6 separate regions of the Mus musculus genome follow, and regions 1, 2, 3, 5 and 6 are each linked to region 4. Evidence: chromatin contacts called from public HiCAR-type and promoter capture Hi-C data. All regions are on one chromosome and are shown on one strand. Each heading gives the region's core, a stretch centred on a gene start, on an enhancer-like site or on the middle of the called end of the contact. The rest is flanking DNA. Distances are from core to core; before and after follow the strand shown.

Region 1 (3,724 bases), core at 1,038-3,537, 1.4 Mb before region 4:
TTATGCTGTGTGTTCAATAAACTATTCCTGTTTAACTGAAATTGGTGTACGTATGGTTTGTGGCAAGTCTCAGACCCCGACACTGACATGTGATGTGTATGGTTATTTGCAAATTAATAAATTTAAGCATTAACTTTCAGTATAGTAAATAATGATGAATAAAACATAAAAACTGTTTGGATTGTCAACAAAATTTTCTCATCGTCTGTGTATGGGTGTTTTGCCTCTAGGCATGTATGTACTTCATATGTGCATGCAGTGTCCTCTAACGTCAGAAGAGGGTAGCAGATTCCCTGGGTTTATAGATGATTGTGAGCCACCATGTGGGTGCTGGGAATCAAATCTGGGTCCTCTGGAATATCAGCTAGTGTTCTTTGTTTTTGTTTTTCTGAGACAGGATTTCTCCATGTAGCCCTGGCTGTCCTGAACTCTCTTGGTAGACCAGGCTGGCCTTGAATTCATAGAGATCTGCCTACCTCACTGGCATTAAAGGTGTGTGCCACCACCAACTGTCTGAGCCATCGCGGTTGCTCCATGGGTTCTTGAAACAAAATTTAAGATCATAATTTTTTGTTTGGTTGGTTTTTTTTGACACAGGGTTTCTCTGTGTAGCTCTGGCCGTCCTGGAACTTACTCTGTAGATTAGGCTGGCCTCGAACTCAGAAATCCGCCTGCCTCTGCCTTCCAAGAGCACGATCATAAATTCTAAGTTGAAAAAATTTACATCAATTTATCTGTATGGCTTTACTTAAAATTTGCTAAGGCCCAACACTATTAAGTTATTTGTTAAGCCTGGAATGTCTCTTACTGGAAAAGCATTTTCCTAACATGTTCAAGACCCTGAGTTTGTCTCCTAGAACTACAAGAAAACAAAAGTAAAATCAGTATTTTGCTCTGTGTGGTGGCATATATCTTTACTTCTGCACTTGGCAGGCAGAAACAGGCATATTTCTGTGAATTTGAGGACAGTTTGGTCTATACAGCGAGTTCCAGGGCAGCCAAGGCTGCAGAGTAAGACAATGTCTTTTAAAAAAGTTAATTTGTAGATGTTAGTTAGTCTAGTAGAGATGAAATTCATTAAAATCTTTTTTGTTGTTGTTGTTGTTTTTTTTCCGGTCAGGATCTCCTTGCAGAGCCCAAGTTGGTCTTGAACTGGCTATGTGGATGAATAAACATTTCTGGTTCTGTCGCCACCTTCCCAGTGCTAGGTTTACAGGTATGGGTTACTACACAGTTTATACAACATTCAGGACACATTAGTCACACATGTGGGTTACTACACAGTTTATACAACACTCAGGACACATTAGTCACACACTTTACCAATTTAGCTACATTGAATGAAAAAAAAACAAAAAGGAGGACATGATGGCTTCTAGGTATGGTGGAGGAGGTTTATTGTAGACAGGAGGGAGCAGACAGCCAGAAGCAGAGGCATCTGGGAGAATTCAGGGTGGAAGTGGCTGTAGAATGAGCTGGGCCATGTGAGAAGGGTTAGGGGAGAGGGTAGAAGAGACCTGGAGTCAAGAGGCCAGGAGACCAAGAGGCCAAAGGGTAAAAAGGACCTCATAACCAAAATGGCTGGGTTACATAGGAATCAGAGAAGCTTGGGGAGGAAAAGGCCAGCTCAGACTCTGGACTGGAGAAGTTTAGGGTAGAGGTCAGGATTAGTATGCCAGCCAGAAGGATCCTGTACCAGAAGGTACTGAGGGAGACTGGTGGCCAGAGTCTGCTTTGATATTTTATTAGGCATCTCAGCCATTTGTCTTCGGTTTGTGACCTAGCATATGTTCCTAATCTGTCTGTCTTTCGTCTCCCCCCAACCCTCTTCTGAGACTGGGTTTGACTCTATAGCCCAGGTTGGCCATGATTTGGATGCGGGGATTACAGGTATAAACCACAGATTGATTGTGTGTCAACCTTACATAAACGTTTTCTTAAAATGTCTATATGCACGTATTAGTAACGGCACGTGTATACACACATGCTATACATACGGATGCACACACACATATTTACAGTATCATACTTCTTTTTTTCCTTCACTGAGCTTTTCACACTTTTCTTGTCCTTTCAAGTCACCTTGAAATCTGGTGCAACCTTCTGAGTTTCACTCATAGCTCTGTTAATAGGAATTCCATACAATTCTACAATATTCCTTTTCCGTTCCCTCCGCTAACAAACAAAATGTGGTATTATAAGAAGGCGCACCAGACACCTACGCAGGAATTCAATCCAGAAAGAAGAAAGGCTCCCAGACCACGTGACACCTCCAGGGACTACGTCAAGTGGCCGTCACCACAATGCTTCCGCCCTCTTCAAACATGGTTGGCAAGCGCTCTCCGCATCGTGACCATGGTTATTCTTGCATGTAGGAACCGTACTGAGCGCATACCAATCTCCTTTAGGCAAGTGTCGCGGCGGAGGAGATCCAGCAGAGCCGCAAGAACGACGATCGGTTACCGCCGGTAGTAACAAGCGCGGACCGGAAGTTCCGCGTCTTCGCTGTCCGGGGGGAGCCGTTAGGCGCGCACGCCGGAAGTGGCCAATCAGCCGGTGTGAGGCGGTGCCCACTGTGTTCGCGTCCCTCGGGCAGCAGAGCCATGGAGCCCGGGGCTGCTGAGCTTTATGACCAGGCCCTGTTGGGCATCCTGCAGCACGTGGGCAATGTCCAGGACTTTCTGCGCGTGCTCTTCGGCTTTCTCTACCGCAAGACCGACTTCTACCGCCTGCTGCGCCACCCTTCGGACCGCATGGGCTTCCCGCCCGGGGCCGCACAGGCCCTGGTGCTGCAGGTGAGGTGGAGAGAGGCGGCGGGCCGTTGGGGTCCAGCAGGTCCTTACCCCAGTTCCACCTCCCAGCGCCAGAGGTGCCCCGGCTCGCGTCCTACGTCTGGGAACTGCGCCACTCCGTAGCCCACCCTTCAGGGTTTGTGATTCTCTCTGGGGTGCCACCAGGTGATTTGAGTAAATGGCCAGGCGTTATCTGACCCACGGATCCGTTGGCAGGAATGCGCTTCTTTGGGTACAGGCTGGGTTTGTGCGGGAGATGCTTAGGTGTTGGACCTGTCAGCCTGGGTTTGAGGGCCTCCCAGCGCCCTGTGGGCATCCCCAGAACGGTGCAAGGGGCTTGTTAGGCAGGGTTCAAACCGTGCAGGCTGTAGGAGGAGGACTTTCACAGCGGGAGAAACTAGTAGATTTCAGAATTCCCGGGCTCGGAGGTGGCAGGAATGACTGGTATGTATTGATTGGTGGGTGTGGCCTCTTGCCAGTGACTTACTAAGTTGGTGGACAATTGTAATGTTTACGAAATTTACATTTGGATTAAAATTTATATGTCCTAGGTTATATTTATTGTTTTTGAAGCGTTACTAATGACTGACTCAAGTTGTTTGGACACCTTTTTAAAAACTGTTTTCTTTCGAGACAAGATCTTGCTGTGTAGCCCTGGTTGACTTGGAACTTGCCAGGTAGATCAGGATGGCTTCGAACTTATGGTCCTCCTTCCCGACGCTCCCGCGCTGGGATTGTTGACATTGTTGAGTTAGTAATAAGCAAACATTTAATGAATATATTTAACACTCTCAGCTGCGGTATAGACTCTGATGGTATGGATATTTAAATAATGGTCTGTCTACTTTTGACACTGTACAGAGAGTAAAGCACAGACACTAATAGAGAGCTCTGCTAGTTCTCTGTGTGGTAGAGCTCTTTGGAAGGAAGTG
Region 2 (3,502 bases), core at 754-3,253, 1.4 Mb before region 4:
ACTCAGAAATCCGCCTGCCTCTGCCTCCCAAGTGCTGGGATTAAAGGTGTGTGCCACGACTGCCCGGCAACATGAGGCAACTTTTCTGCTCTGATGTCTCAAGAATTGTAGCCAGCAAAGTAGACTGGACCTGAGAGAGCGAGAGGCTAGAAAAGGCCAGGCCAGGCATCGATGGGTTTGTCCACAATAAACACATTGGAGCACCAAGCTCTGAACAAGCAAGTTTCTTTCCTGTTGATTCCTTTCCACCACACCCCCTATCCCCACCTTGGAAACAAACAGATTTCTGGCAGCATTCAGTTATGGCCAGATTCAGTCGTGTATGTGAGGGATATGGTAGGTAGGAAAATGACTGCCTCAAAGGTATTTCCATCCTAACTCCTGAAACTTGTGAATGCCATTCAGCATGGCCAAGATTGCTGACCAGATAACTTTAAAGTAGGGAGTTAGTCTAGATCAGTCATTCTCAACTTGTAGGCCATGACCCCTTTAGGGGTCAAATAACCCATTCACAGGGTCCACCTAAGACCAGCAGAAAAGACACATTTACATCATGATTCATAAGAGTAGCAAAATTACAGTTGTGAAATAGTAAAAATGATGTTCTGGATGGGGGTCACTTCAACGTGAGGAACTGTATTAAAGGGTAGCAGCATTGGGAAGGTTGAGAAGCACTGATCTAGATCATCAGTTTGAGCTCACTGCAGTCACAGGTGCCAGAGTCCAGCGTTTTGCAGTTAGGCTTCTAGCCCCACCTTAAGTCTCCCCCTTTTCCTCTCCTTTGCTGCTGATTGAGACTCTAAGGCATCATGCACGCTAGGGAAGTGCTCTACATTGATCCTGTTGCCCACTTAATGACCCCTTTTATTGGTCTTTTCCTTCAGCTCAGCCCCTCCTGTTATCAGGAGGGCTTTCCCTTTCTTAATAGGTGGTCACTATAAGACCCTGTTGGTAAATGTTTTTAGTCCCCACCAATCTCTTTTCTGTTATTGCCCTAACAATAGTTACAGCGCCCAGAAGAAATGGGCCTAAGGTCAACTGACACTTTTTTGGCTTTAGGTGTTTTAAGAGGTCCCAAGGAAGGGTGGTAGTGCATGCCTTTAATTCCAGCACTAGGGAGGCTGAGTCAAACCAGTCTGGTCTACCTACCAAGTTCCAGGCCAGCCACTACATAATGAGGCCATGTCTCAAAAAAACCAATCAATCAATCTTCCCCAGGCAGTGATGGCACATGCCTTTAATCTCAGCATTTGGGAGGCAGAGGCAGGCGGATTTCTGAGTTTGAAGCCAGCCTGGTCTACAGAGTGAGTTCCAGGACAGCCAGGGCCACACAGAGAAACCCTGTCTTGAAAAAAACAAACAAACAAACAAAAAAAAAAAAACAAAAAAAAAACAAAAACAGAAGAAAAAGTCCTAAGGACATTCCCTGGTAAGGAATTCTCAAAGAATGGGCCTTATTAACATGTGTAACAAAGTCTGATTTTCGTTTTCTGGGAAAGATGGTCCCAGGAAGGGTTCGAGTCAACTTGGCTCTTCTTCTAAGAGCTGTTAAGGATTGCACCGCGTGTTGGCAGTATTTGTGAAAATCTTCATAGTAGCTGAAGGCCTGATTTAACATTTATCTTAGGTTAGCAACTTGTGCCGCGATTTCTGCCCAGTGAGATTTGCCTCTGGTTACCCACAGAACCCTAATTCCTTTGCGCATGTGCCTAAGTGGCGGCTGCCTCCCTTTAGCCAAAACGCGGTCGATCCCAACCATAACCTAGCAAAGCCCTGCCCACGTCACTCTGTGGGTCAGGGAAGGCTGAGGCGCCAGAGAAGAGGCATCCACAATTCGGAGGGCGTTCAAGGGACAGCATTGCGGAACGCTCCTGCGCAGAGCCAGCACAAATTGGTAGCAACGTCGGACACCCAGGAGAAAGTACTTCCAGGAAGTGACGTACCTTCCAGAGCTGATTAGTTGTTGGTTTGTCCCGCCCTACGCGTGCGCACTGACAGCGTGGAGTCACGCCATGGAGGACCAAGAAGCGCTGGGTTTTGAACACATGGGCCTGGATCCCCGGCTCCTGCAGGTATGGGGTAGGCTGTGGAGCTGCTACCCGGTGTGCCGCTGTACTCCACGCCGCTTGAGCTGCGTCCTCTTCCTTCTTAGGCTGTCACCGATTTGGGCTGGTCGCGACCTACGTTGATCCAGGAAAAGGCCATTCCTCTGGCGCTGGAGGGGAAGGACCTCCTGGCCCGCGCCCGCACAGGCTCCGGGAAGACCGCAGCTTATGCTATTCCGATGCTTCAGTCGCTTCTCCACAAGAAGGCGGTGGGTAGCGAGAGGAGCAGTGAGTATGAGGCAGGACGCTCCAAAAGAATAGGGAATGAAGTGCCCGACTGTGCCAAGGTTCCTCCTATAGGTCCTGTGTCAGTGTTAGGCGGCCCATAGAGAACTTGGTCAATTTGCAGCTTAATCTCTGAGCTGGAGTTCAGGTTACTTGGCTCTCAACCCGGGCCTTGGTGCCACGACCGCCATCCTGTTGTAATTTTGAGTAACCTTTTATCTAGAGGGGGACTCATCAGCTCCGTAGTACGTTAAGTGATTTCAGCAAGTTCTAAATTTGAGTGCCTGGGAAAGCTCTGCCCCCTGTGCTGTGAGGTGGGCAGAATTAAGAGTTTATCAGGACACAGCTAGGTGGTTGTGTTGCAGTACATGGTTCTGACTGTTTGGGCGGACCCAGTACTTTGAACGGTCTTGAATTGGTGTTCTTACAGACAGGTCCTGTAATGGAGCAGGCTGTGAGAGGCCTTGTTCTTGTTCCTACCAAGGAGCTGGCACGGCAGGCCCAGGCCATGATCCAGCAACTGGCTGCCTACTGTGCTCGGGATGTGCGAGTGGCTAACGTCTCAGCTGCAGAAGACTCAGCTTCTCAGAGGTGGGTGAAACCTGCAGGCCTCCAAAGGGAGAACGCTTTGCAAGTGTGTGCCCTTGGTGGTGTGAGTGGCTAGCCTGGGCAGGTCTGCCAGGGCGAGGGTCTGGCTGCTAAATCCTTGCCACCTGCAGAGCTGTGTTGATGGAGAAGCCAGATGTGGTGGTGGGAACCCCATCCCGAGTGTTAAGCCACTTGCAGCAGAACACCTTGAAACTCCGGGACTCCCTAGAGCTGCTGGTGGTAGATGAAGCTGACCTTCTTTTTTCCTTTGGCTTTGAGGATGAACTCAAGAGTCTTCTCTGGTAAGGAAGAAACAGAAGTGGCTCCTAGACCTGCAAGGGTCTGGACTTGGGACTGGAGTGGAATGGGTGGGCTGGAGCCTGATCAAGCCCTGTTCTTTCTTTCAGTCACTTGCCTCGGATTTACCAGGCTTTTCTCATGTCGGCCACTTTCAATGAGGATGTACAAACTCTGAAGGAGCTGGTACTGCATAACCCGGTAAGTGGAGCATCTGGGACTGAGACCCAAGTCTCTGAACTTGTTGATCCTTCTCAGGAAACTTCTGGCGCTTGCGGGGGGACTAT
Region 3 (3,672 bases), core at 615-3,114, 1.1 Mb before region 4:
TAAGCTGTGTCTCTGTGTATCTGAGCATCCACGTGCCATCTGTGTGCAGCTGCATGTGTACGCAGGGAGTCTTTCCTCAGGAGCCATCCACCTTTGTTAGGATGAAGTTGGTTATGCGCTCACAGAGTAGGCTTGAGCAGGGGGCCAGTCATCGCGCCATGATCCCCAGCGGGTCAGTCATCAGGCGCCATGATCCCCAGCGGGTCAGTCATCAGGCGCCATGATCCCCAGCAGGTCAGTCATCAGGCGCCATGATCCCCAGCGGGTCAGTCATCAGGCGCCATGATCCCCAGCGGGTCAGTCATCAGGCGCCATGATCCCCAGCGGGTCAGTCATCAGGCCCTGAGCCCCATCACCTTGTCTCTGTTTCCCTAGCTTTGAAAGTACAAGCATGTGTCAGGACACCCAGAGGTTGGTTGGTTGGTTTGTTTGTTTTTCCTTTTGATGTATTTGGGATCAAACCCAGGCCCCTCATGCAGCAAGCAGTCTCCTGAATGAACTATTTCTCCACTCAAGCTACCTTCCAACCCCTTGGCAAACACTATTCACATAACTATAATCCACAGCAACTCATGTCCATCAGCGGATGGATACATAAACAAAACATAGTGTTTACATAAAACTCAATACTGTATATATTTTAAAGGGGAGAAAAATTTGGTATCTGCAGAAACATAGGTCAACCTTGGGGTCATTCTGCTTAGTAAAATCAGTGGGACACAAAAAGCCAACTACTATATATCCCACTTATATGAAGTCATTAGAACCATCAAAAGCTGAGACACAACCTGAACAAGCAGATTTCCCCAGACGTTGAGTCAAGATGACCACAGGTCCTACCCTGTTGGGCCCTTTTCCTTTTGTGTCTGAGTCACTCCCACAAGACTGGGTATCTGTGCAGCTTACAATTAAAGCACCCCACAATCCTTTACATGCCTACAAGCAATACAAATCCAGTGGTTCCTGCCTAGCTACCAGTGTGGACCCTTCCTGATAATCAAGGCCCAAACACTAAAAAGAATGAGTTTGACCCCTGACTCCCAATCCTTGAGGAATCAACGATTTTACTCATAAAAGAAACACCTCCATACAGAACTTCTGGAAAGAGCTTTGACCAGCGACTTTCACAAACTGTGGGCTGCAACCCCTTTGGCAAACCTCAATCTCCAAAAATACATATGCATAACAGTAGCAAAATTACAGTTATGAAGTAGCCACGAAAATAATTTTATGGTTGGGGGTGGGAGGGTTCCCTCAACATGAGAAACGGTACTAAAGGGTCGCAGCGCAAGGAAGGTGAGAACCACTGGCAACGACGAAATACAAAGGTTAAGACACCAAACACTGGTTAAATCACAGGGTGCGAGGCGTAGTCAACATACTTATTTCTGAGTCCGGAGATCCCAGATCAGAACAGTTGGCAGCGCGTCTGTAATCAATGGCCTTCCAATCTTTCTACAACTGGGCAATACCGCGTAGGGCAGAGCCCTTTCCCAGGGTTGCTAACGACTCCTCAGGTACAGCCTGCCGCCCGAGGGAGGCCAAAGCCGTGCTCGCCCTTCGAGAGACTCGACTCCCTGGACTCCGGGTCCAGCCACCCGGGCCCGGCCCACTTACCTGGACCTCTGGAAGAAACTAAAGGAAGACACGTCGTACGCGGCCTTGAGCAGCACCGCTTTCGGATCGCCTTTGTAAAGGACACTAAGGCTGTACAGCTTCATGGCGCCGCACCTTCGGGCCGCCGGCTGAGCCCCAGACCCGCTCCCAGGAGCGCGGCCACAGTCCCTCAGAACAGCGGCGGCCGCCTCCTGACGGGGCCCGGCCGGCTTCTTCCTCCTAGAGTAAGGCCCACTTCCGGTTCCGGTGGCGAGTTGCTCCAGCCGCTCCTCGGAGGCCCGAAGGCAGGGTACGCGCGTGCGCGGACGGGTAGCTAAGCGGCGGGGCGCGCCCGCGTCCGCCCGGGTCGGCGCCAGGAGGCTCGGTCTCCGCCTGCGTGGCAGTGCCTTGGCGCAGGTTCCCTTCCGGGCTGTCGCGCGGACCCTGGCTGCCGGTGGGGAGTGCTGTGCCGTACCATCGCTCTTTTTTCCCCATTCTGCTAGAAAAACAACCCGTAGCTGTCCCCACTCTATACTTTTGTTGCATTCTATGTGTAACAGCACCAGGCTACCCAACCTCTTCCCTGGGTGTCCCAAGTACAGACGACTAAAAGAAAGGCCCTTCATCCTTTCTCTTGCAATAATAAAAATCAGAAACGTCACTGGCTATGGCCACTCAGCTTGGACACACTTGTTCGACAAGCCAGGCGGCCAGAGGTGTCAGCTATATTCACCTGCACTGACACCATGGCTCCACAGGCGGCAGACGGAGAACCATTTCTGAAGAAAGCCTCTTTATCCAAAGTTGTACAAAATTACCAGGATAGTGACCTTGCAGAAAGAGATGTGGATTAAGAAAATTGATAGCAAGAAGCAGACCTTGGGCTTCCAATGTGAACAGCAAAATGCTTATCAAACTCCCTTACAGCCACTCTTGGCACCTCTTCCTGCTTTTCTCTGACTTTACCCAGCCTCCCTTGGTCCCAGGAAGTCTCATCTAGAGATATGCGAACTCCCCAAGCCAAGCTTGTTAATCAATTTCAAATGACATTGTTTTCCCCTGCGTTTCCCCAGCTGTTATCCAGCCTGAATTCGGTCCCAGTACTTCCGCACCGCAAAAGTTACCCCCCCCCCCCAATCTGTTGGACTCAAAAAATACCTTTTTTGTAGACATGTTGGTAAAAGTGATAAACTATCAAATTCCAAGTCCTGCTCATTGCAGATGTTTAACAATGACGACGATGGTTATTTGCACCATTACGTTAAATGACAGAAAGAAAGAAAGAAAGAAAGAAAGAAAGAAAGAAAGAAAGAAAGAAAGAGGAAGCAAGCCTCATGAGAGGCCGAAGGTGCCCTTGAGGCTGTTAGAAGCAGAGCTTTAAAGGGAGGCTAAAATCTGAGCAAGGTCTACAGATTAGATAAGAGCACTATATCTTTATTTCCAGCTTTCAGTCACTGACTGCCCTGACCTTATAAGAGAAGTCTCTGGTGCATGCATGCATGCACACTAACACACAGTAACATAAATAGATGAACACTATGTATACAACTTACTCCGAAGAGGTCATATGCATACATACCTACATGTAAGTATATCTACATCTATATATATCTATGAACACATATATATGTTTCTATACATGCTTGTATATGAACATATTATACATGTATTAAAGTTCTCTAAAGGAACAGAATTGATAGGACATATATATTAAGAGAGGACTTATTAGATTGGCTTCAGGATGCTGTGTGTGTAAGTAGTCCAACAGTGGCTGTCTCACACTGGAGAAGCATAGAGTCTGGTATTTAAGCAAACCACAAGACTGGATGTCTTAGCAAACTTAATCTTGTGCTGAAAGTCTGGTTGATTCCTAGAGAGATTGGTCTTCAGCCTACATTTGAATCCCTAAATTGGTTTAGGTGTAGAAATACTGCGGTGGCAGGGTAGGTGACCTAGCCAGGGAAGGCAAAAGCAAGCAAGCGACAAGCCAAGTTTCCTTCTTCCACATCCTTCCATATGAATTACCACCAGGAGGTGCTTGCTGCCCAGAGTTAAGGTGGGTCTTCCCGCTGCCTT
Region 4 (3,952 bases), core at 775-3,274:
ACCAGAAGAGGGAGTCAGATCTCATTATGGATGGTTGTGAGCCACCATGTGGTTGCTGGGATTTGAAGTCAGGACCTTTGGAAGAGCAGTCGGGTGCTCTTACCTGCTGAGCCATCTCACCAGCCCCCCTGAGACAGTTTTTTTGTTTTTTGTTTTTTTTTTTTTCTGTGTAGCACTGGCTGTCCTGTAACTCTATAGACCTCAAACTCACAGAGATCCACCTGCCTCAATTTGGGATTAAAGGTGTGTAGCACCATGCTCTTCCAGGGCTATGGTTTGTTTGTTTGGTTGGTTTTGGTTTTTCGAGACAGGGTTTCTCTGTATAGCCCTGGCTGTCCTGGAACTCACTTTGCAGTCCAGGCTGGCCTTGAACTCAGAAATCCTCCTGCCTCTGCCTCCAGAGTGCTGGGATTAAAGGCATGTGCCACCATGCCTGGCTCCAGGGCTATGGTTTTAAGAGAGGCTGAGGAAGAGGACATGCTCAGGGGTTCTAGGATACCCCAAATAACACAGGAAGACCCTGTCTCAAAAACAAACAAATAGACATACAAAGGTTGGAAAGGTGGTTTAGTGCCTAAGAGTAAATGTTGCTTTCGCAGAGGACCCAGGTTCAGTTTCCAACACCCATGCAGTAGCTAAGGACTGAATTACAGTTTCAGGGGCTTTGGAACCCTCTTTTGACATGTGTGCCAGGTATACATGCAATGCACATATGTGCTGTAAAACATTTATATACATAAGATAAAAAAAAAAAAACAAAACTGTGGTGCTTTGACTAAGAACGGTCCCATAAGCTTATATTTGAATGCTTGGTCACCAAGGAGTGGCCCTATTTGAAAGAATTAGAAGGCTTAGGAGGTGTGGTCTTGTGGAAGGAAGTCTATCATTAGGGGTGGTTTTTGAGGTTTCAAAAGCCCATGCCAAATGGTTGTCTTGCTTTCCAAGCCTGCAGATCAGGATATAGCCATCTCTCAGCTACTGCTCCAGTACCATGCATGCCACCATGCTCCCTACCATGCTGATAATGGACTAAACATCTGAAACTGTAAAGAAGAAAAAGTCCCCAATTAAATGTTTTCTTTGATACGAGTTGCTGTGGTCATGGTGTCTCTTCACAGCAGCAGTGCCTGGGGAATGTATCTTTAAAACAAGTAAAAACTCTACAAATCCCCAGAAAGTTGAAATTTTCCTAAGCATATTATACATTTGATGACGTTAAGCTACAAGTACTCCAAGTATGTAGCTTGGAAATTAAAACAAAACAAAACAAAAAAACCAAACAAAGGAACAGAGGGTAAAATGAAAATTCTTGCCGGGCAATAGTGGCGCACACCTTTAATCCTCAGCACTTGGGAGGCAGCAGCAGGCGAATTTCTGAGTTCGAGGCCAGCCTGGTCTACAGAGTGAGTTCCAGGACAGCCAAGGATACAGAGAGAAACCCTGTCTCGAAAAACTCAAAAAAAAAAAAAAAAAAAAAAAAATAAATAAAATTAGCTTTCTATATGTATTAAGCAAGTTTCAATTCCTCAACCACCTAGTAAGGTAAGGACTATCATGAATTCTGTGGTTATTCTAATTCTCTTAAAAAGAAGTTGAAGGATCTGGCAGGCAAGTCGGGGCAACTTAAGCGGCCTCACTTCGTGTTTTTAAAGTTTGAAAAATATTGAGTCAGCATATATAATTAAGTGTCAAAAAGGAATTTCGGCCGGATGTCCCAGATACGACTGAAGCTCTGGTAAGACGCTATAAATGGGATCTCTCACTGACTGCAACAGTACCTCGTGCGGTGCAGTCCCGGCCTCTACAGGTTTCCCGGGAAAGGCGCCGCCCGCTCCTTCTCAACCAGTCTTGCTAGAGTAGGAGTATACTTTAGGAACAAAAGCGCTCGGAGTGACCGCATCTACAGCCACTCAACGCCGAGAACAGACCGGCGGCCCTCGTTCAGTGCAACTTTCAATTGGTGGAGTAGGCCTCCAGGAGGCGGGACGAAGCGGAAGTCCCGCTTCCTTTGGCGTTCCTGCCAATCACAGTATCTTAGAGAAAAAAGTGTTAGGGTGAGTCGCTGAGTAGCGTAGTGGGAGTCCGGAGGGCGGGGCGGGGCGGGGATCCGGCAGGTCGCTGAGGTGGGGGTTGGTAGAGGACGCTTCCCGAGGGCGCGCGGAGCGGAGCTGGTGACAGACACGCACGCGCGTGTGCGCTCCCAACTACTGCGCGGCCCCGCGACCCTCGGGGGTCGCTGAGAGGCCCGGCGTCGGCGCCGCAGCCGTCTAGGATTTCTGTCCAAAGGCGTCCCTGGCGTCCCCAGCCCGAAGCTCCAAGCTCGGGGCTGCGCGTGCTTTTGCCGGCATCTCCCCCCGACCCCCCCGTCGTCAGAGACTGTCCCTTAACTCATCTTTCCGCACCCACAGCCGGGTCCTCGCGGCCCATGCTGGCCGCTGGGGACCCAGGCAGCCTAGGTCTGTCTCGGGCCGGCCAGCCGGCCACCATGGTGGCCCTGAGGCCTGTGCAGCTACTCCAGGGGGGCTAAGAGACCCAGAACGCGGGCCTAGGGGTGAGGGGATCCAAGGCCGGTACCTCGCGCCATGGCCGGAGCCATCGCTTCTCGCATGAGCTTCAGCTCACTCAAGAGGAAGCAGCCCAAGACATTCACGGTGCGGATCGTCACCATGGACGCCGAGATGGAGTTCAACTGCGAGGTAACCGGCCGCCGACCCCGACGGGCTGTGAGTGGAGAGCCGCGGAATCTCTGCCTGTCTGGTGGCAGCGACGCGGGTCCCTACCCATGGGGTGCCCTCGCTGTGGTGACAGTCGAAGTGCAAGCTTAAGGGATTCCGTATATATCATTATCTGGAACCGGAAGAGGCTTTCTAGGGCCAGATCACAAGTTAAAGCTAGTTGTTTGTTTGCTTGTTTGTTAAAGTGGGGTTCTTGGTTTTGGCATTTCCCGAAGGTTATTTTCATTCATTTGTTATTGGGAAACACTGGAATCTTCCGTAGAAACGAACCGGTGTGCAGTGTGTAGAACTCGCGCCTAAAACTCCAGGGAGTTTTTCGCTAGGTATTAACTGTGTACCCTAGGTCTTAAAAGTTACATCTAGTTATATTGGAAGCTCGTACTTTTCCCTGTTCCAAAATTTTCAGTTTCTGGAAAAAACTCTTTGAGGAAAGAGTGTCTTACATTTACTCTTTATAGTTTCTAACATGATGATAATAGCTATCATTTTGTTGAAGAGTGTGTATGTGAGTGAGTGTGTGTGTGTGTGTGTGTGTGTGTGTTTGTGTTTTCAGGGCCTTGTGTATGCTAGGCATGCACCCCATCACTGGGTTGTATCCACAACCCTGAACACTTGCTAAGTGTCAGACATTTACACATTTGACTCTCAAAAAACAAACAAACAAAAAAGCAAAGCAACAACAAAAAAGCCAGTCAGATAGGTCCTGTGCCACTGGAATATACTTGGTTTGCTTCCCTAGCCTATTGCTTTTAAAATCCTTGGAATCGCCAAAGTATTCGTTTTCTTTTTGTGTGTTAATGAGCTGGATGCTGTTGCCATGCTATAGTAGTTTTAGAATTCAGCCTGGTTCCCAGAAAGGATCTTTAAGGTTGGGACTTCTCAGTTCTTCCCTTAAGACTGAAGGATCAGCCAATGATTTAACCGACAATGCCTATATAATTAAGCATCCATAAACTGAAAGGATATGGCTTAGAGAGCTTCCATCTGAACATGTGCTCTAGTAGTGGTATAGTATAAACTATAGTAGTAGTATGAACTCTGCACCGTTTCCCACATGCCTTACCGTATACATTTTAAAAGATCTTATAAGCTGGGCAGTGGTGGCACACACCTTTAAACCCAACACTTGGGAGGCAGAGGCAGGTGGATTTCTGAGTTTGAGGCCAGCCTGGTCTACAGAGTGAGTTCCAGGACAGCCAGGGCTACACAGAGAAACC
Region 5 (3,570 bases), core at 612-3,111, 1.3 Mb after region 4:
CTCTTCTGAAAAATGTCTTTCCATCTGATGACTTTCTTTGTACTCATCTTCAATGATGTTTAGCATCCACCTCCGAGGAGCCCTCCAGGATTTCTTCCATCTTAGAAATAACAAGGGGAGGAAAGGTGCTCTGGTTCTAGGCAAAATTCTGCGATAATAGTGCCATTACCACCTTGGGTTTCAACTTCCTTCTTGTAGAATCCGACTGTCTTGCACAGTTGTTATCTTGGCAATCTGACTTTCAGTGCCTGCTGTACATTCACGGGACGTTTTCTCTTCCCTGCCTACATTATAAAGTTCTCACCACTTGCACGGGGTCGCCCTTTGATGCCTAGATCACCATCACCACCACTACCAGATACCTTTTTACATGGCACCATCCCTGGCAAGAAGGAAAAAAAAAAAAAAAAAAAAGGCAAGGTAGGTCAGTCTGGAGACGGGCCAGGGCCTGACAAGCGGTAGGGTGAGGGCGCACAGCGCTAAATAGACAATCCCGGAAACAGGCACCCACCTCGGCCATTCATTGATCTCAGCCAGCGCGAGCAGGCGGTTCACTGGAGCAATCGGCTTCCCACTCAGGTAGGGAAGACTAGGAAACCTCCACAGCCGGCGTCTTCGTCGGTTTGGCGCATTTCTTCTGCCTCCCCCGCAAGGGGCTTCCTTCTCTAGGTCTTATTTTCCAATATATAAGGTGAGAGGACCACCTCTTGGGGCTGTGGGAGGAAACAAAAAGACTTTAAATGGACACAGGTCCTCTCTTTGGGTGTGTAAAGGTTGGTCTTGGAGAAATCTGAGTTGGAGCTCTCTGAGAGACTACAGGAGCCAGCTCAGCCCTACCTCAGTTCCACATTATAGTGTTAGCAGAGATTAGAATCCCTGCTAGGTGGGATGAACCTCGACTCCATTACCCATAGGCTTTTGTCTCATCTGTATAAGGGAACAGTCAAATCTCATTAAGTTGTTATGGATATTATAATCTGATACACAACACACAACACACACACACACACACACAAGAAATACGTTGGTGCTTTTATGGTTTTTATTTGATTTACAGTTTTTATTTATCAAGCTGGACTCCAGACTTTATCTGCCCAGGCTCCACCCTACTTTTTTCTTAGGCAAGACCAGTAGGGCGGCTCCACAGCCTCCAGGATGACAGGGAAGCTTTCCCTCCAGGGTCTGAGCTCTTGGGTCTCCTGGTTGACTCTTTGTATTGTCTCCTTGGGATCTTCAGTTTCCCCCATTTGTTGAGTTGCGAGGTTCATACTCCCTATTTAGAACTTCGGGGGTCTCAGAGGCAGACTTTAAAGAATTTGGGAGAGCATGCTACATATATGAGCAAGGAAGGTACGATATGATTGATCCTGCTCCATCTCAGATGTCCTGGGCGACTCAATAATTGTCAAAATGCTGCTGGTCACCCAGTCTCCTTACCCTGAGGTGGCACAGACCAGGTGTCCCGAAAGCGCCCTTTGAGCGTTGAGTTGACTGGGCAGTCTGTGTACTAAGGCGCCTAGTGGGTGGAGTCCGGAGAAAGGATGTGGTCTCAAGAACAAAAAGGAGGGCAGGGAGGGGCTGTCAGGACCGCTCAGGGCTTACAGGATCCCAAGATACTTATTTGCCCGGTTTGTGGCACATTCCGGACTTTGGCTTAGAGCCTGTATCCTGGTGAAGCCCACCCGAGGATGTCTAGGACCTCGCAACAGCAGTCCCCAAAACTACAATACCCAACATGCCTGTACAGTGAGGGGCTGGAGTCTTTTGGGGGCGGGTCCTAAAAAATTGAATTTTCCCAATGGGACCAGAGCAGGGGCGTGTCTCAACAGAGAATTGGCTGGGACAGCTTGGCAGGGCGGAGCCAGCCATCTGGCTGGCGCCGCGGGACAGGCGTCTGCAGCAGAGTCCAGGGTACGTTGCTGAACCGGCCTGGGCTCCTGGGCTGCGGCTCCTCCCGTCGGTCTGCCGGTCTCTACTGCATCTACCGGGTCCCGACCAAACTAACACGAAACTGCGCCGGAACGGCGGGCCGGACTGAGAGGTGGGTATGAGGATCTCGGGTCTACTCTAGGAGTCCGGATGAGTCCGGGGAAGGGGGTGTGAAACCTGGATGTCTGGACAGGGATTCTGAAACTCCCAGGTCCGGGAACCCTAGCCAAATCACGAGAACTCCAAAGACACATGGTTGAAGTTCTGAGACCCTGGGGAAAGAGTCTTGAAGAGACTCTATGGACTTGGAAGAGGCTTCTCGATCCCCAGAGACACTAATCTATAGGGAGCTGATACCTCGAGGAATCTTTCCCAGATCCTGACCCATCTCTCGCAGGGCCTTAACAATCCCCAGGACTGAAAACTCTGTAGCATGAAGCCATGAGAATGGTGGCAAGCAGTGGCAGGAATTTCTGAGCAGACAGTCCCGAGTATCACCTAGGTTTGGAACTAACAACACCCTTACCCAACATGAAGAAGCATAGCATGTCCACAATACTTAAGATTGGGCACTGGGGAGGGGTAGTTACCCCAGACAGAGTATCTAGACTAGGAGGTAAAGACTCTAGCAGTGCCTTCCAACTCCAACTAGTGCGCACTGGGACTCCCCCAGACCCATTCACCGGATGGGGTGACTCACACCAAGTGACTGTTGTAGAGAGGGAGTGGATGATTTCGGGATGAATCAATGGAGGTGGGGGGTCCAGAGGCCATTTCAGTCACCACATTAGCAAAACATCCAGGTGTGCTAGACCATGGAACCACAAATTCCAGAGACACTGGGGACTCCAGGAAGGAGTGATTTGGGCTAGAGACTGGCACCAGATTTAGGAATCCATTTTGACGGTCAGTGGTTGAACAAGAAACAAACAGCCTGGAGTCTTGGGCAGCATCTTGGAAGGGGACTTCAGAAGGCAGAAGTCACCAAGATTTGTGTTAGGTTCTTTCTGCCCTTTGAGTCTGAGTTTTTCTGACCCCCTGTGATGAATCTTTGACCATCTCCCATCCTCTCAGTTTGCCTGAAGTCCAGAGGTTGGGTGGGTCAGCTTCCCAAGGCCCTTCCAGTTGGAAAGTGAACTGTGAGTGAATTCTGAGTGTGTGAATGGACAGGGAGAGAGGGACACCTGGCTCCCCAAGGTCAGGTCTGCTGACATCAGGGAGGAAAGGAGTCAAAACTGAAGGCTGGCTCCAAGAACTGCCAGACACAGGTAGCTCCCATACCTGTGGGAATGACAGTCTTAGTAAGAATTGGATATGGGCTCAGCCCACAGCCAGACGCCCAGCTTGTGGAGGTGGGTGGAGGGGCAGGCTCGGTGGCCCCTAGAGGTGAGTGGGTATGGCAGGTAACTAGAGACTGGCGTGTACCCCCTGGTGGTAAGCATGGCTTGGTGGGCCTTGCTGAGTCCTCTTCTCCATCTAGGTACAGGCCCTTCTTGTGTGGGGCTTAGTCAGGATGTCAACTTAGACCACAGGGCAGACTGGCAGCCAAGCTGGTAAGGCTGAAACAGAAACACCTATTCTTGGTTTGGTGAGGTTTTTTTTTTTTTTTTTTCTTCAGCAAAATACCCTGGGGCAGAGGAC
Region 6 (3,820 bases), core at 729-3,228, 1.0 Mb before region 4:
CGGAGGGTTAAAAACAAAGCAAACACACTTGCTGCTCCTGCAGAGGCCTGGGTGCCAGAACACATGACCGCTCACAATGGCCTGTAGCTCTGCTTCCAGGGGATCTGGTGCCCTCTTCTGGCTGCTGATGACACTGCATGCACATGGTGTGCAGATGTGCACGCAGGCAAACACTTATATACATTAAAAAAAAAAGGAGAAAAAATATCTAAAGAACAGAAAAAAAAATACTAAAGCGAACAGATCTTTCCAGGTGTGTGAGCATCATCAAGGTGACCAGCACACCTGTCCTTCCTTGATGTTCCTGTAAGGTGAAATAAACCTTGTTCCCCAAGTCGCCATTAGCCATGTTTATCACAGCAATAGAAACCTGACTAGAACACCTGTAATCCTAGCACTCTGGAGGCAGACATCAGCCCTCGGAGATTAGCTGGAACACATAGCAAGATACCTGGCTCAAAACACAAAGTGGACGTAGGGCCAGGCAGGGATGTAGTTCAGAAGGCAGAGTGTTTGCTTAGCCTGCATGAAGCCCCGGGGCTCACTCTCCAGCACTGCATAAAACTCAGGGTAGTGGCACGTGCCTGTAACCCCAGCACTCCAGAGGTGTAGACAGAAAGATCAGGAGTTTAAGGCCCTGTTGCTACACCATGGAATATATTAGACCCGTCTCAAGGAAAAAGTAGAAATAAAGATATTCTGGGATAAAATTTGATGAGTCCATTTCCTTAGACATTTACTGTAAGGAATCCTAAGGAGAGTCCTGCAGACCAAAGGGAACAGCAACCAAAGAGTAAATGGAGAGCTCCAGTCAAGGGGCTGCACAACAACGAGCTCTGTGTCATTGTAACTTTGGATTTTAATTCTACAAAGTGGTTTCAAATCCATCAAATGGGGTTTGTTCCTGGAACACAAGAACGTTGCAACATAATCAAATATGCAACAGGCTACTTGAGACAGTAGGCAAAAATCCGCACTCAGCCCAGCTTACAAAGGAAAAAATACTCAACAAACTGAAACATTAAAAACAAATGATTTAGCCGGGGGTGGGGGTGCACGCCTTTAATCCCAGCACTTGGGAGGCAGAGGCAGAGGCAGGTGGATTTCTGAGTCCGAGGCCAGTCTGGTCTACAAAGTGAGTTCCAGGACAGCCAGGGCTATACAGAGAAACCCTGTCTCGGGGGGAAAAAAATGATTTAATTCATTATTAAAACAGGAACGAGGGAAACCTTGTCTCAAAAAGCAAAAACAAACAAAAACAGAAACAAGGGGCTGGAGAAAGCTCGGTTGAGAGCTCTTTCAGAATGGCTCACAACCATTTGTAATTCCAGTTCCAGGTGACACGGACGCTCTCTTCTCGCCTCCGAGGAGACTGACCTCACATGCGTGCAGGCAAAACACACCCACACACAAAACAAAACAAAATAAATTCAAAATAAAACAAAAAAACTTAGTAAGCCAGAAGAAACCTACCTTAAGTAATAAGTTTCAGACTGAGTAATTAGGCAATTTTAAAAAGGAGCAATGTTACCACTGAAGTCTGATGCACTTGCAGTCAGGGTGTCTTAGTGTGAATTCTAGCTTTTCTCACTAGCTGGGTCATTTTGCCTGTTTCCCTGCCTGTGAGATGGGAGAAATTGTTCATGCTTCCAAGGGAATCTGAGAAGTCAGGGTGAGAATCACAGCGCAGGATAGAGTGGGAGGGAAGCTTCAGCCACACAGGAGCCACCAGACCCCCAGCGCTCGGGGAGAGCAGCATGAGCCAGGCGCCCAGCCTCACTACGGCCCACGCTACCCAAGGAGTTCACCCGATGAGGCCCAGCCGCAAACACCGCATGCGCACAGGAAACCCAGTGCTAAGTGATGGGTTGTCCCGGGAACCGGAGGCGTGACTCCGCGTTTCCTCGGTCCAGAGGCGGGGCGCACGGGGATTGGCTGGATGAAGCGTGCAGCGATGGGCGGGATGGGGCGGGAGGCGATTGGCTGGATGCGCCGATGGGCGGGACGGGCGCGCAGAGATTGGCGGGATGCGGCGTGGCGCGGTGAGTGTGCTGCTGAGCGGGGTTAACGTGGGTCCTGGGTCAGACTTGGCGGTACCTGGACAGCGGGCCGGGGTCTTGAGGGTGCTTCGAACTGTAACATGGGCCCGAGCTGGGCGTGTCTGCTTCGGGGCAGGTCTCCCGTCGGGTCCGGCCTGGAGCACCGTGTGGGCCGCTGCCACCACCGTGCGTTTTTGGCTTACATCCAGTTTACATGTGCCCATTTGGCAAATTCATAGGGTCCGCTCCCTAAGCCAGAGCTGCGCATTAAAGAAAGCCGAACCAGCTAGGGGAATTTGAACTTTGTAATAGCTGTACCAAAAAAAAAAAAAAAAAAGTAAAATGAAAAAGAAAGCTGTGTTCAAAACTTCCGTTACTACATCCAGCCTGTTGTCGTCTCAACTACGCATGAAGAATATGTTGAGATACTTTATACTAAAGTCCGCTGTGCATCCATCCCCAAGCACATCTTAGTGGGAAGGGGTGCAATACAAGAAAACAAACCTCTGCGCTGCCGGAGCTTAGGCAACAGTTGGAGGAGGCAAAGTAAATGCTTGAGAGATGATAATGATGCAGACAGTTGAAGTAGCAATGCAGTCAATTAGATATGGGAAGGTGAGTTTTAAGGAAAGACTTGAAAGGGAAGAGCCAGTAAGCCTTGGGGAAAAGGAGAGGACCCAGCAGGAGTAGAGAGGCCTCTACTTGGAGCCCCTGCTGTGGAAGGGACACTTGGAAGGAGAAACAGATAGGAGGGGGGAGCTGTTCTTAGAGGCCCAGAGCTGATCTTACAGGTCGTGGTAAGAACTTGGGGTTTTATTTACTGAAAAGCAACCTTTGGGGGGTTTTGAGCAAAACAGGGGCAGCTTTATGCTTTATTTTTTATCACTAATTATATTATGACAGGCTTCTTCAGTGATGCCTGATAGCATCCCTAGAGGTAGCAGAGGTCCCAGGGAGCTGGGCAGAAGCAGATCAATAATTCCATTTGAGGGTATGCAGAATTTGAGACCCTGGTGATTGGGTAGAAATGTGGAGAGGAGGAGGTGATGAACAAGGTTTGGAACGAGCTCCAGGTTGTATCTGACTAGGTTATAGGATGACACCTCCGGACACATGTGTGCACATTGTGGACAGCGTGGTTGGGACACTAGGGGAGCTTTGGGTACAAGAAGGGATTGCAGGAATGCCTTTGTGTGTCTCTGCAGTGATAACTCCTCGGCCTGGACACAGCTGCTTGGACCAAACAAGCCAGGAGTGCCGCCATGTTCTCCGAGCAGGCAGCACAGAGGGCCCACACTCTGCTCGCCCCGCCCTCTGCCAGCAATGCCACCTTTGCCCGGGTACCTGTGGCAACTTACACCAACTCCTCACAGCCCTTCCGACTGGGAGAGCGCAGCTTTAACCGGCAGTACGCCCATATTTATGCCACCCGCCTCATCCAGATGAGACCGTTCCTGGTGAGCCGGGCGCAGCAACACTGGGGTAAGTTTGGGGTACGCTGCTCCCAGCAGCCCAGCAGCTAGAACTAGGACCTTATCTAACCTGGAATACTTTCCAGCTACCATGGAATGGCCCCTTCAGCTCCCTGCTTCTTCTTAAAAGTGAGGATTAAATTAACCTGTGTGGTTAAAGTTGGGTTTGGCCCAGAGTCTGGTCAGAGGTAAGGGCTAGGTTCTGGCAGTGATGGCTACTGTTCCATCCATGGAGGAAATGGTCTTCCTATCCTTATTGTCTTCAGTGTGAATTGGTCACTGGTGTGCACCCTTTAGCTAGAGAGCTCC

What was found. Promoter capture Hi-C pulls out the DNA fragments that hold promoters and counts their contacts. HiCAR-type assays count read pairs that join an accessible place to other places.
Region 1: a contact with region 4 is called in a promoter capture Hi-C map of pre-B cells, with 5 times the contacts expected there. The contact joins the promoter of Nudcd3 here to the promoter of Nf2 in region 4.
Region 2: a promoter capture Hi-C map of pre-B cells shows a contact between it and region 4, with 6 times the contacts expected there. The contact joins the promoter of Ddx56 here to the promoter of Nf2 in region 4. A contact is called at or near these places in 3 of 39 promoter capture datasets (erythroid cells, liver and pre-B cells), 1 of 484 Hi-C or Micro-C datasets (B cells) and 1 of 9 other capture datasets (liver).
Region 3: a promoter capture Hi-C map of pre-B cells shows a contact between it and region 4, with 2.9 times the contacts expected there. The contact joins the promoter of Ykt6 here to the promoter of Nf2 in region 4. A contact is called at or near these places in 3 of 39 promoter capture datasets (liver and pre-B cells).
Region 5: a HiCAR-type map of astrocytes shows a contact between it and region 4, with 7 times the contacts expected there. The contact joins the promoter of Smtn here to the promoter of Nf2 in region 4. A contact is called at or near these places in 1 of 115 datasets of contacts at active chromatin or transcription factors (astrocytes) and 2 of 9 other capture datasets (adipose tissue and liver).
Region 6: a promoter capture Hi-C map of pre-B cells shows a contact between it and region 4, with 2.3 times the contacts expected there. The contact joins the promoter of Pold2 here to the promoter of Nf2 in region 4. A contact is called at or near these places in 2 of 39 promoter capture datasets (liver and pre-B cells) and 1 of 484 Hi-C or Micro-C datasets (CD4 T cells).

The regions. Positions count from the first base shown.
Region 1 is chr11:6,199,014-6,202,737 of GRCm38.p6, reverse strand. It overlaps Nudcd3 (NudC domain containing 3), which reads left to right and starts at 2,287. Exons shown (of 6, transcript NM_173748.5): 1 at 2,287-2,795. The coding sequence starts at 2,604.
Region 2 is chr11:6,266,230-6,269,731 of GRCm38.p6, reverse strand. It overlaps Ddx56 (DEAD box helicase 56), which reads left to right and starts at 2,003. Exons shown (of 14, transcript NM_026538.3): 1 at 2,003-2,072; 2 at 2,153-2,314; 3 at 2,761-2,921; 4 at 3,050-3,220; 5 at 3,326-3,416. The coding sequence starts at 2,013.
Region 3 is chr11:5,953,950-5,957,621 of GRCm38.p6, reverse strand. Ykt6 (YKT6 v-SNARE homolog (S. cerevisiae)) reads right to left here and starts at 1,864. Exons shown (of 7, transcript NM_019661.4): 1 at 1,618-1,864. The coding sequence starts at 1,721.
Region 4 is chr11:4,847,616-4,851,567 of GRCm38.p6, reverse strand. Nf2 (neurofibromin 2) reads left to right here and starts at 2,024. Exons shown (of 17, transcript NM_001252250.1): 1 at 2,024-2,696. The coding sequence starts at 2,583.
Region 5 is chr11:3,537,583-3,541,152 of GRCm38.p6, reverse strand. Smtn (smoothelin) reads left to right here and starts at 1,861. Exons shown (of 20, transcript NM_001284427.1): 1 at 1,861-2,041. It overlaps Gm11946 (a long non-coding RNA gene), which reads right to left. Exons shown (of 6, transcript XR_001780145.2): 3 at 1,438-3,570; 4 at 512-713; 5 at 1-382.
Region 6 is chr11:5,876,414-5,880,233 of GRCm38.p6, reverse strand. It overlaps Pold2 (polymerase (DNA directed), delta 2, regulatory subunit), which reads left to right and starts at 1,978. Exons shown (of 11, transcript NM_008894.2): 1 at 1,978-2,042; 2 at 3,245-3,521. The coding sequence starts at 3,302.